Regions from separate parts of the Mus musculus genome. Here regions 2 and 3 are each linked to region 1. Evidence: chromatin contacts called from public promoter capture Hi-C data. All regions are on one chromosome and are shown on one strand. The core of a region is the stretch at or near the end of the contact, and the rest is flanking DNA. Distances in the headings are between cores, read along the strand shown. Region 1 holds the start of Cyp7a1 (cytochrome P450, family 7, subfamily a, polypeptide 1). Region 2 has its middle 57 kb from the start of Gm42252. Region 3 holds the start of 6330407A03Rik (RIKEN cDNA 6330407A03 gene).

What was found. Promoter capture Hi-C pulls out the DNA fragments that hold promoters and counts their contacts.
Region 2: a promoter capture Hi-C map of liver shows a contact between it and region 1, with 5 times the contacts expected there. The contact joins the enhancer-like site here to the promoter of Cyp7a1 in region 1. A contact is called at or near these places in 6 of 39 promoter capture datasets (the C10 cell line, the HPC-7 cell line, hippocampal neurons and 2 more) and 1 of 9 other capture datasets (liver).
Region 3: a contact with region 1 is called in a promoter capture Hi-C map of liver, with 6 times the contacts expected there. The contact joins the promoter of 6330407A03Rik here to the promoter of Cyp7a1 in region 1. A contact is called at or near these places in 2 of 39 promoter capture datasets (both in liver).

The regions. Positions count from the first base shown.
Region 1 is chr4:6,274,296-6,278,055 of GRCm38.p6, reverse strand. Cyp7a1 (cytochrome P450, family 7, subfamily a, polypeptide 1) reads left to right here and starts at 2,424. Exons shown (of 6, transcript NM_007824.3): 1 at 2,424-2,564. The coding sequence starts at 2,485. RefSeq lists a promoter at 2,106-2,456.
Region 2 is chr4:8,360,655-8,363,915 of GRCm38.p6, reverse strand. No RefSeq gene overlaps it. Among named protein-coding and RNA genes, the nearest start is that of Gm42252, 57 kb to the left of the region's middle. Within about 2 kb of position 1,710, at least 10 of the 459 cell types and tissues checked have an H3K27ac peak or open chromatin away from gene starts, as enhancers often do. A contact at or near this core is called in liver, where this site is marked.
Region 3 is chr4:3,713,561-3,716,919 of GRCm38.p6, reverse strand. 6330407A03Rik (RIKEN cDNA 6330407A03 gene) reads right to left here and starts at 1,956. Exons shown (of 1, transcript NR_028126.1): 1 at 107-1,956. The region is part of intron 1 of Lyn (LYN proto-oncogene, Src family tyrosine kinase); the gene reads right to left.

The DNA.
Region 1 (3,760 bases), core at 1,175-3,674:
TAGGGGACATCAAGATAAACACCCGCCAGGGTGACTGGAATGAGTCTGCACTGTTATGAGTGGATGAAGAAGGCAAACCTTAGAATTTTCCTGAGGCTTTGAGAGTGATTGTCCCTTATTTGCACAGAATTACAGATTCATGGGAAGTTGTAAAGAGAATACTAAGAGGCCACCTATGGCCTTTCCTGTTTATTTTTGTCTTCTGTGATTTATTGAAGAGGGTTAGAGACCTGGATTGCTTAGCTATGAGGTTGTTTCTTTACTTACTTGGCTGTGGTTGGATGAGTTAGGGCGAGGCTCTTCAAGGGCCATTTGAGAAGACGATGTGCTATTTTATAAAAGCAATATAAATATACTTAATGTGCACAAAGCATTAGGAGGTTTAAATAGATTCTGAGAAAATCTATCCTACTGCATAGCAACTGATGTTAATGATTATAGTCACAGACCACACAATGAAGGATCTGTAGGCTCTGTTTAGGGAGGGGAAAAAGCTATCACATCTATAACAAAAGCTAGGCAGGACTCAAATGTCCACCAGTCAAGAATTAGTTGATGGGCTGAAGCAATGCCTTAGCAGATAAGAGCACTATGTGCTCTTTCGGAGGTCCTGAGATCAATCCCCAGCAACCACATGGTGGCTCTCAACCCTTCTTTTGGCCTTCAGGCATATATACAGACTCATGTACATAAAATAAATAAGTCTTAAAAAAAGAATTATTTGAATAAGTTGTTCACTAAGATAGTTTTATTCAGATTAAATACATAATAATAATAATAATAATACACACACTATACAGATATGTATCCAGAGACATATTTGTACAGTTTATTTCTCTTTTATTGTTTTCTTTTCTCCCCTTTTCCTGGCATCGGGGAATAGAATGCACTCTCTCTGGCCTAGTGTCATACTCTACCTACTGCTTCTGCTAGGTGACCTGAGAGGGTCGCTTGGCTTTAAATATCAAAAATGCTGACGGCTTAACATCTACATCACTGATGTTTTCCTTTCTCCTTACCTCAGATTCTTATACTCAGCTGAGAAATTGACATTGTCCCTTGGATTTTCAAATGTTCAAAACATTACACTGGTATTTTGCCTTCCAAGGCAATAGGTCCAATCCTCTCTCCACTCTATATGAAGCATATAGAAGCAGCCCTATATGAACTAATTTTTGCTTATCTTCTAGTCTCTTTCTTAAACCCAACTCCATCTTCTATCCTCCATTTGTTCATTCTGTGTTTTAGCACACCAAGTTCATCCTCTCTCTGCTCAGGAACTTCACCTTTGCTGTCCCCTCTCCTGGAAATGTCTTTCCTTAGCTATTCTATCTCAAGTATCATCTTTTCAAAAAAGCTTCTCCTATCAACATATTTAAAGCCATATTTATCCCTATACACCTCATTTTATGGATACACAACACATATTTGCTGTCTCCCCATCAAAATACAATCTTCAGTAGAGAAACTCCCTGTCTTGTTAGTACCTGAAACCAGAATATCTTCAAAGAGTTCCTGGAACATAAAAATGCTCAATTAATATTTATGTTAAGTAGGGAGCTGGGGTGTAAATCAGCGGTAGAGTGCTTGCCTTGGAGGAGTGGGGCCATTGGTTCAATCTTCAGCACAAAATGAAAGATTATGCTGAGTAAAGTTGGGAAAGTTGTATACCAGTTTATGAGTAGTATAAGAGGTAAATTATGAATTCATATTTACTTTGACAAGAAGTGTTGTAGTCTTTATTTGAAATAAAAGTACATCTTAATTACAAATAAAAATTGGTAAAGAGTGAATTCTCAAGCTATGGCTGCCTAGAAGATGAGTGCTGGGAGGTTTTCTATTTCGACGATAGTAGATAGACTACATGAAGCACCTGTGGCTTTATAAACACACTGAACAATCAAGCAAAAACAAACAAACAAAGAAACAAACAAAACAAACTGTTCCACACCGTTCACATCCTTTAGGATCGGTTGCTGTATACTTCTGGAAATTAATTTAAATAATTTTCCCCAAAGGTTAATGACATGGACAGCCAGTATTAAAGCCAGGATGGAAAGCTTCTGCCTGTTTTGCTTTACAACACACTCCACATCTTTGGTAGGTGAGCTCTTCTGTAGTGTGTTTACTTCTTTTTCTACACACAGAAGCACAGTGTTAGCTGTTGTCCCCAGCTTTGAATGTTATGTCAGCACATGAGGGACAGACCTTCGGCTTATCGACTATTGCAGCTCTCTGCTTGTTCTGGAGCCTCTTCTGAGAAGATGGACTTAGTTCAAGGCCAGATAATGCTATTTTTTTCTTTTTTCTTTTTTCTTTTTTTTAGGAGGACAAATAGTTAGTGTTTGCTCTGGTCACCCAAGTTCAAGTTATTGGATCATGGTCCTGTGCATATATAAAGCCTAGTTAGAGCCACAGTTTCTGGACCGTCTTGCTTTGCTAAGCACAGATTCTCCCCTTGGGACGTTTTCCTGCTTTTGCAAAATGATGAGCATTTCTTTGATCTGGGGGATTGCTGTGGTAGTGAGCTGTTGCATATGGTTTATCATTGGAATAAGGAGAAGGTATGGAAACATTTTTTAAATTTGTCTTAATTTATTTCTAGTATTCAATACCTTCATGATTACACAGCATGAAAAAAATACTAGTACATTAGTACTTTTAATTTTAAATTTAAAAGACACATCTTTGACTAAATCTAACAAGATATAGATAGTTCCCCTTAGCATATTCACATTCACCACTGGTAATGCAGATCTTGTTAAACATAACTAAAAAATTACAAGTTTTTGATGCAAGTTTATGTATGCGTGTGTGGAGCAAACCTAAGCTGAGAAGAGTAATATTTAGAGGGGTTCTTTCTGTGACATGAACTGACTAGATGCTCTGCCTAAGCAAGTGTGCAGTCATCTGGGTTTTCTGCAGACTCCGTCTAAGCTTGGGTGAGAGCACAGAGCCTGAGTTTGTCTGCCTCTAACTTTTCTTTCCAATGTTAACCAACTGTGTGACTGGGAAGCTTTGGTGCCTGCACATGATATCATTTTGAATGACTCAAAGAACATTTCGGGGCAGGATATTTAGATATTTTCTGGACTGTCAACATCAAAATAGGACAATACCCCTGGCATTATCTTCAGAGAGGTAAACCAGTATGTGTTCTCTTAGTTTAAAAAGTGTTTCTTTGCCTCTTCGGCTGATAGTTACCAGTTTAAATTAAACAGCTTATCGTCATGCTAAGAAAGGAAATATCAATTATACTCAATTATTCTTAGAAGAGATGAAGAGATATTCTTCACCAATATCTTAATAGGCTAAAAAAACCCACTGTTTTAATAAAAAAGCAGGGTCCCCATCATCAAAAGAAGTGTCTACAAACTGTAGTTAGGAAGCTTGAAATAAATAGTAGAAAACACTAAATATATAATTTATTGGGAAATAAATAAGCTTATAATTTTAATAAAACATTTAAGAAAGAGTAAAAGAGTATTGGATTTTAGTTCATGGTTTGCCAATGTTTACTTGATCCAATTTCATTTTATAATGATCTAATTTTCCAAATGAGATTCCTATTCACTTCAAATATCATCTCAGAATAATAATGTTCTTTTTTCCAGAGTTGAGGATCAAAGGGAAGGTTTTATAAATGTTATCAAGAGCTCCACCATTGAGCCACACCTCCAGTCCTCAGGATGCTAGTATTTTAAATTCTGTAGATTGTTAAAACTTTAACACTGTAGCCCTTTCTGTCATTTGATGTTTC
Region 2 (3,261 bases), core at 461-2,960, 2.1 Mb before region 1:
TCCAGGTGAGAGGTGGGGCTGATTCATCAGGAGGAATGGATAAAGGTGGAGAGAGATTTGAGCTATACATGGCACATGCTTATGGAAATGGCAATGGGACCTGAGGCTCTCAGGCTAGGCCGAAGTTCATGCTAATCTCAAACCTCCCATCGTCTGCACAGAGAGGACACTCTCCTGGGTGAGTTTGTGGGTGTCCATATGCAATAGGATATGCTGAAAGTGACTTTCTGTGGACTGTCTGTACTCAGCAATGGCTTTCTTTTCTCCTAGCTGGAAGACTTAGCCCTTCAGTGATAGAGGGCCACACACTGTAGACTTCTAATCTCCATATAAAAATGGAGATGAGATCCACAAATAAATGAGGCAGTATATCCTGATAACAACATTCACCTTGCAGGAGTATCGTAAGGACGTGTTGTTTTTTTTTTGTTTTTTTTGTTTGTTTGTTTTTTCGAGACAGGGTTTCTCTGTGTAGCCCTGGCTGTCCTGGAACTCACTCTGTAGACCAGGCTGGCCTCGAACTCAGAAATCCACCTGCCTCTGCCTCCTGAGTTCCGGGATTAAAGGCGTGTGCCACCACGCCCGGCTAGGACGTGTTGTTAAAAGGACTGTTCAACACTAGATTTCCAAGAGGCACCCAATAGGTGTCGATTGTTGTTAATAAATATCAGTTTGGTGCTCCAGGGAGAAATTGTTTGGAATAAGACTTTTGGAAGACATGGCTCTCTGTGTGACCTTGGGCAATCTACAGTTTCCTGTGCAGATGCTATGTCCTGTGCAGATGCTATGCAGGCAATGACTCGGGACAGGACTCACACAACTAACTGATGTTAACCTTGAATCTAAACTGACACATAGTCACATTTTACCAAGTTAAAGTCAACTAAATTAGACCATATGAAACTGAAGACAAAAACTGGGTTGCTATTCACTTTCGTACTATTTATATAATAAAGTTATTAGAAAACCTATGATCCAGAGTTCCCAGTGTGGAGATGTTTAACCCAATTAAGGAAGTAAACTTTAAAGTTATGTCAGAGCCAATCAGCAGAATCACTTTATATACCCATTTATGTGTAGAATATGTATCCCTGGATTTAGTCTTCATCATTAGAAAAAAAGTGTTAAAAAAATGTGTCTTCCTTCCCCCAACCCCCAGTGGCCACCCATAGACGGCCATTAGTATTTCTGTGAATTCCTGCTGACAGCCAAAGAAGGGTTCTTTACAAATCCTACAACTCCAACTTCCTAAAGCTTTGTGCTGCTGTTCTCAGAATCATCTTGGAATGGACTACAGAGGTCTGGCTGGCAGGCTTACTTAGGCAGCGTTGTAAAAGAGAGAGCGGCACAACTGAAAAAGATCTTGTTGGCAGCACCACACAGGACGAGTGTTCTTTATTTTTAAAAAAGGCCTATAAATATACAATTTAGCTCTTTGGTCCTCAGCTAGATTCAGTGTGGGTTTAGGGTTTGTGGTTCACATTAGAGTGTCTGAATCCTGGAGTCTGGCTTGTTTAGGAGCTTAGTCCTCCCAGCTAAGGTCAAAAGGAATTGGAAAATTCACCTTCCCTGGTCTTCTGACAGAACTCTGGGATGTGTTTTTGGAGGTCACGTCTCTGCAGCCTTTTTCAATTAGCCGAACTCTAGATGGACCTTTTCATCTTCCTGGCCATGTTCTGAGAGAAGGCAGCAATTGAGCAAACATCTGTGAAGGGCAACTGGCTTGTGCTAATTGTTGTTGGCACAAAAACTTTTTTAAAAAAAGTGTATACCTCCCTCCCCCAAATGGTTTTATTTGACCAAGAGTGAATTTGTAAGAAAGTAAATCTAGTTCAATTTGTTTTCTAAACATCAGTTCAGCTTGATATAAGACTTTGTACCCAAAGTCCAGCTGCTCCAGACTGCCAGGACAAAATAAATAAATATATTAATTGCTTGGAAAAAAATAACAGAAAAAAAACCCAGCTGTGACTAATGGAAAAAACAAGCCAATAAATGGAACCCCGAGTGTTATTGCACTGTGGAAGATTACCAGTGAGGCTGGAATTACATACATTCAGAAACCCATACAAACAGACATCTCAACTTCTTACCCCGAGAAACCGCAAAGACAACTAAAGACTAAGCTCTTCTTCCATCTGGAGGTGACGCACCTGTAAACATCCAAGACAGAGGTATACACAAGTTTGCCTTTTCTTCTCCCTCACTTTGCCTTCTTGGATTTAGCAGTACTAGTTGGAAGAATGTTGGGAAGACTCACATATATGTTTTTGGTCAGGAGGATAAAGGAAACACACAAGGTGCTGACAAGACCACTAAAGCTTTGCATCTAAGTGTGGTGGTCAGGCAGTCCCAGACATCCTTTGCCCAGCCTCCTCTGGAGGTTGGGGTTTGCTGTTTGAACTCTGACCTTTGTTGTCTAGCTAGCTCTGACTCATGTTGCAGAACACAGTTCAAAGGCTACTCCTCAGCAAGGGTCAGCATCCTGCTTGTGTGTTGTCCTGCCTGCTCTATTTTTGTACTTTTCCATCACCATCATAGACCTTTTCAGATCCTGCTCTCATGAATTGATAGGATGTTTGGTGATTTGGTCAATATCTGCCTCTTTCTCTGGATTGGGGGATACATAAAAGCACTGTTCACAACCCATCTAGAGAGCAATGCAGAGTTGTCTCTTAGTAAATACAGTGAATAAACTAGCAGGCCCCCTCAAAGAACACAATGATGGCTATGTGTCAGGTACTGTAGCCAATACCTTCATATTTCAATTAACCACTGTGCTGCTCTACAAAGTTTCAGTCCCAAACAAACAAACAACTAAGGCCTTAGTTAGGCCTTCTATTGCTGGGCTAAAACACCATGAACAAAAGCAACTGTGGAAGAAAGCGTTTATTTGTCTTACATTTCATATCATAGTCCATTACTGAAGGAAGTCAAGGTAGGAGTTCAAGGCAGGAACCTAGAGGGAGAAGAGGGAGAGGGGGAGGGAGGAGAGGGGGAGGGGGAGGGAGAGGGAGAGGGAGAAGGAGAGGGAGGAGAATCAGTGTGCAGTGTCAGCCACCTGGAACTAACTGGAATCCAAAGGGATTTTATGTTTCCACCTCTCTGCTCTGCCATCTACATCACACCTAGCTCATCTAATAGGCTCAGGCCAGCTCCACTCCATAGCTACTGCTGTCTTTGGTGGTCATCTCATGGTAGTAGCATCTCCGAAACGCTGATGTCCACTGAACAGGGCTGACCTTCACCTTGGCTTCTCTT
Region 3 (3,359 bases), core at 707-3,206, 2.6 Mb after region 1:
TTACATTATGTTTTTATAAAACGGTTACAAGGCATGTTAAGAACAAAGGAAATCGAAACAAACATTTTAACCCTTACTCTTCCATGATAGGTCAGTTGTTTTTTTCTTTTTTTTTCATTATCAAGGTATCCACATAAGCTACAATGTTTTACTCCTGTAAAAACATGGTTATGCTAGGTGTGGCGTGGCACATGCCTTTAATCACAGCACTCAGGAGGCAGAAGCAGGTGGACCTCTGTGAGTTCAAGACCAGCTTAGTGTACAAAATGAGTCAACCTAGTCTACAAAATGAGTCCAGGATAGCCAACTCTGTCTCAAAAAACCCTGGTCTCAAACTCACAGAGATTAAAGGTTAACTCCACATGAACCTGGCCCAAGATTCTCAAAGCTTAACAAATAAGACACTTTACTAACTGGCTAAACGATACATTGCAGGACAATGAAGTGTCCTGGAGAGACTTTAACAGACCCCAGGAGTTTAAAATGAGAAATAAGAAGCAAAAGCCAGTGCAGATTCAGAGCTGTTCCTCTTAAAAATGAGGCCAAGAAGAGATGATATAAAAGGATGGCTCTTGGGGGTCAAGCCACCTCAGGGCACCAAGTGACAGAATGCTCTAGGGGACCTCAAGCTTTCAGGGGATATGCCATGGTGAAGGCTTGTTCCAGCACTGGCTCAGCTATGTACACCTCCCTCCCTCACATCTTAGCTTTGTGAAACCAGGTTGGCTGTGTCTGGTGTGATTCAAAACTAGCAAGTGTCAACTGCAAATCAATGGAACAGAAACAGGACAGTTTGAGAAGTTTCATGTCAAGATACACTTGACCCATTTGCGAGTGACTGTGATTATTAAAATATAACAGAAATAGGATTCTTCCTTCTAATGTATGACATCTTTTCAAACAGCATTGTGTCCTTATATCCAAAATGTATTCCAGTTTTGGATTCACTACTCGCAGAATATCTTCCATTCTAGGACTACTAGAAAAAAAAAAAACTGTAGTTGGAGGACCATGAACCAAGAGTGCCAGAGAAGCTGTGACTCAGTACTTGGGAGAAATAGGAGCCAGGGGTTAGTCTGTGTGGGTGAGGCTGGCAGAGGCTATACATCTTGAGTATGGTGTTAGGAACACACAGCATGTGACCACCAGCCAGTACTGAGGCAGTGGCTGGCACTTAGCAATTTTGCCTTCACTTTCTACATCGCTCAGAGTCCAGACAGAGACACTACTGGCTTTCCAGGGGACTAATACTCTAGGGAAGGCTGTCACTCAGTTTCAGACCATATCTTTTTATATATATATAAAATGTAAAATTGGCTCAGTGGTCCCAGCACCTGGGGTAGAGACAGGAGGATCAGTTCAGTGTCATCTTCTGCTACTTAAACTGAAGGCCCTGGCTCATAAGCAATACATAAGTAAATGCATTGTAAAAATCAGTAAGATAAAACTAAAAGGAAAAATTTAAGGTTTAAAGAACACAAAACACAAGCAAACATCATGTAATATTACAATAAAAATCCCAACGCTAAAATAAAATACAATACTTTGTACCTCTGTAGTATGTTGGAAGTTTGAAAACTTCTTTTTTTTTTTTTCTGGACAGGGATTACCTGTGTCATTCTAGCTTTGCTGGAAGTCACTCTGTAGACCAGACTGGCCTCTGCATCCCAAGTGCTAGAATTAAATGCCTTGACACTACTCCTGACACTACTTCGACATTATTTACTTTATGTATGTACTTCAACAGCATATCACAAAATTCTACCGAATTTTCATTTTTAATTAAATTCCTCACCACACTGTCCACTCAGCATGGGAAACCACAGCTGTCCAGTGTTGTCATTTCCTAGTCAAATCCAGTCCCCTCAGGTCCCATCAATTCTGTGAGAGATTTACATTTGGGTTCTGAGTTCTGGGAAGGCATGCATGAGAAAATGGTAATTTTTGATTTTCTTCCCCACGTTGATCCCCTCCCCCCCAGCAGACCTACATGATATCAACGATTACAGGATCTATGTAGAGGTGCGGTTGCCCACCAGTTGGTCCCCGTGGCATTGGTCTTCCCTCTGCCCTGTACTATGGTTATGACTAGGAACATTATTTTACATTTAAAATTCTCCAGAGACTTCCTCCCATCTATTACCTTCCCGATTTAATACAAAGGACACACAGAGAAACAAGCTTGAAAATGTGATGCTCTCTTCCGAGTGTCCTCCCAGCTCACAGCTCTCTTTGTTCTTCCTTAATGCCAGCCCGAGAATTTACCTATTTTATCATCAATCTATCTCTCATGTAAATGTAGGTCCATGAAGGCCACACTTTCTGTCAGTAGTGTACAGTACTGAATTGTCAATGAAGGACATTCTAAACCTTGCATAGCTATTGTACAATAAAGGCTACTTGGTAGGATAAATAGGCAGTAAGTGTTCAGTACTGTCCTTACAATCACCTCTCATTAGATCAAAGAGTCCTGCCTTTCTTTGTGAGCAGTACACACTCACATAGACACCGTACTGCTCACAGTCTGACAATACCCCTCTCCAGCCTAACTGTCAATCATCTGCATGGCTCCAGCAGAAAATTTCTGTCAGAGGCAGAGATTTCAACCCATGAACATGCGGTCATCTTGCCTCCTCATCTCTACTTGAGCAAGCTCTTCCCATGTAGGCAAATCTAACCAGCCCTCCAAACCAAATGCAAGGCCTGGCCAGCTGGCCTTCCACAGCTCACACATTCCTCTGCCTCGTATTTCTTCTCTCCTCAGTCACAAGTACCAACATTAATAACTCACAATGTGACTTTACGTGTGCATTGAGCCCTCAGTATTGGAAACAGGTGCAACTATTCCTTAACCCCACTGCACACACCCTGAGGGCAGGCGCAACTTCACCTCTGTCACCTCTGTCACCTCTGTGACATCATCATACTTAAGTGAAGAGAGGCATCTTGAACTCTGACACAAACAAAATCACTAGTTTCTAGGTCTCTGGGCAAACAATTGTCTGCTTCCATGCTCCTTGCAGGTACCTTAAACAGAGAAAGGAGACCGTGCAGCCTGCACCACCACAACGGCTACCTGTCACCAAGGCAGTGGCCAAGCACCATTTACTGAATCAAAGCAGACTCAGAAATTCTATGAACTATGTTTCGTGGTTTATAAAAAGCTTATAAGTAGAACCCATACTTTTATGGCCATATTTTTTTGGTTTATAATAAATTATCAATAAATGTTAATTCCCAAAGTTATTTTACTTTTAGGTATAGCTACACCAAACACTGAGCCAAACCCCACCCTACTTCATTAAGAATCGGGAAAAACTCGAAGGATTTTGGCTAAAAGACTCTTGCTTTAAAACAAC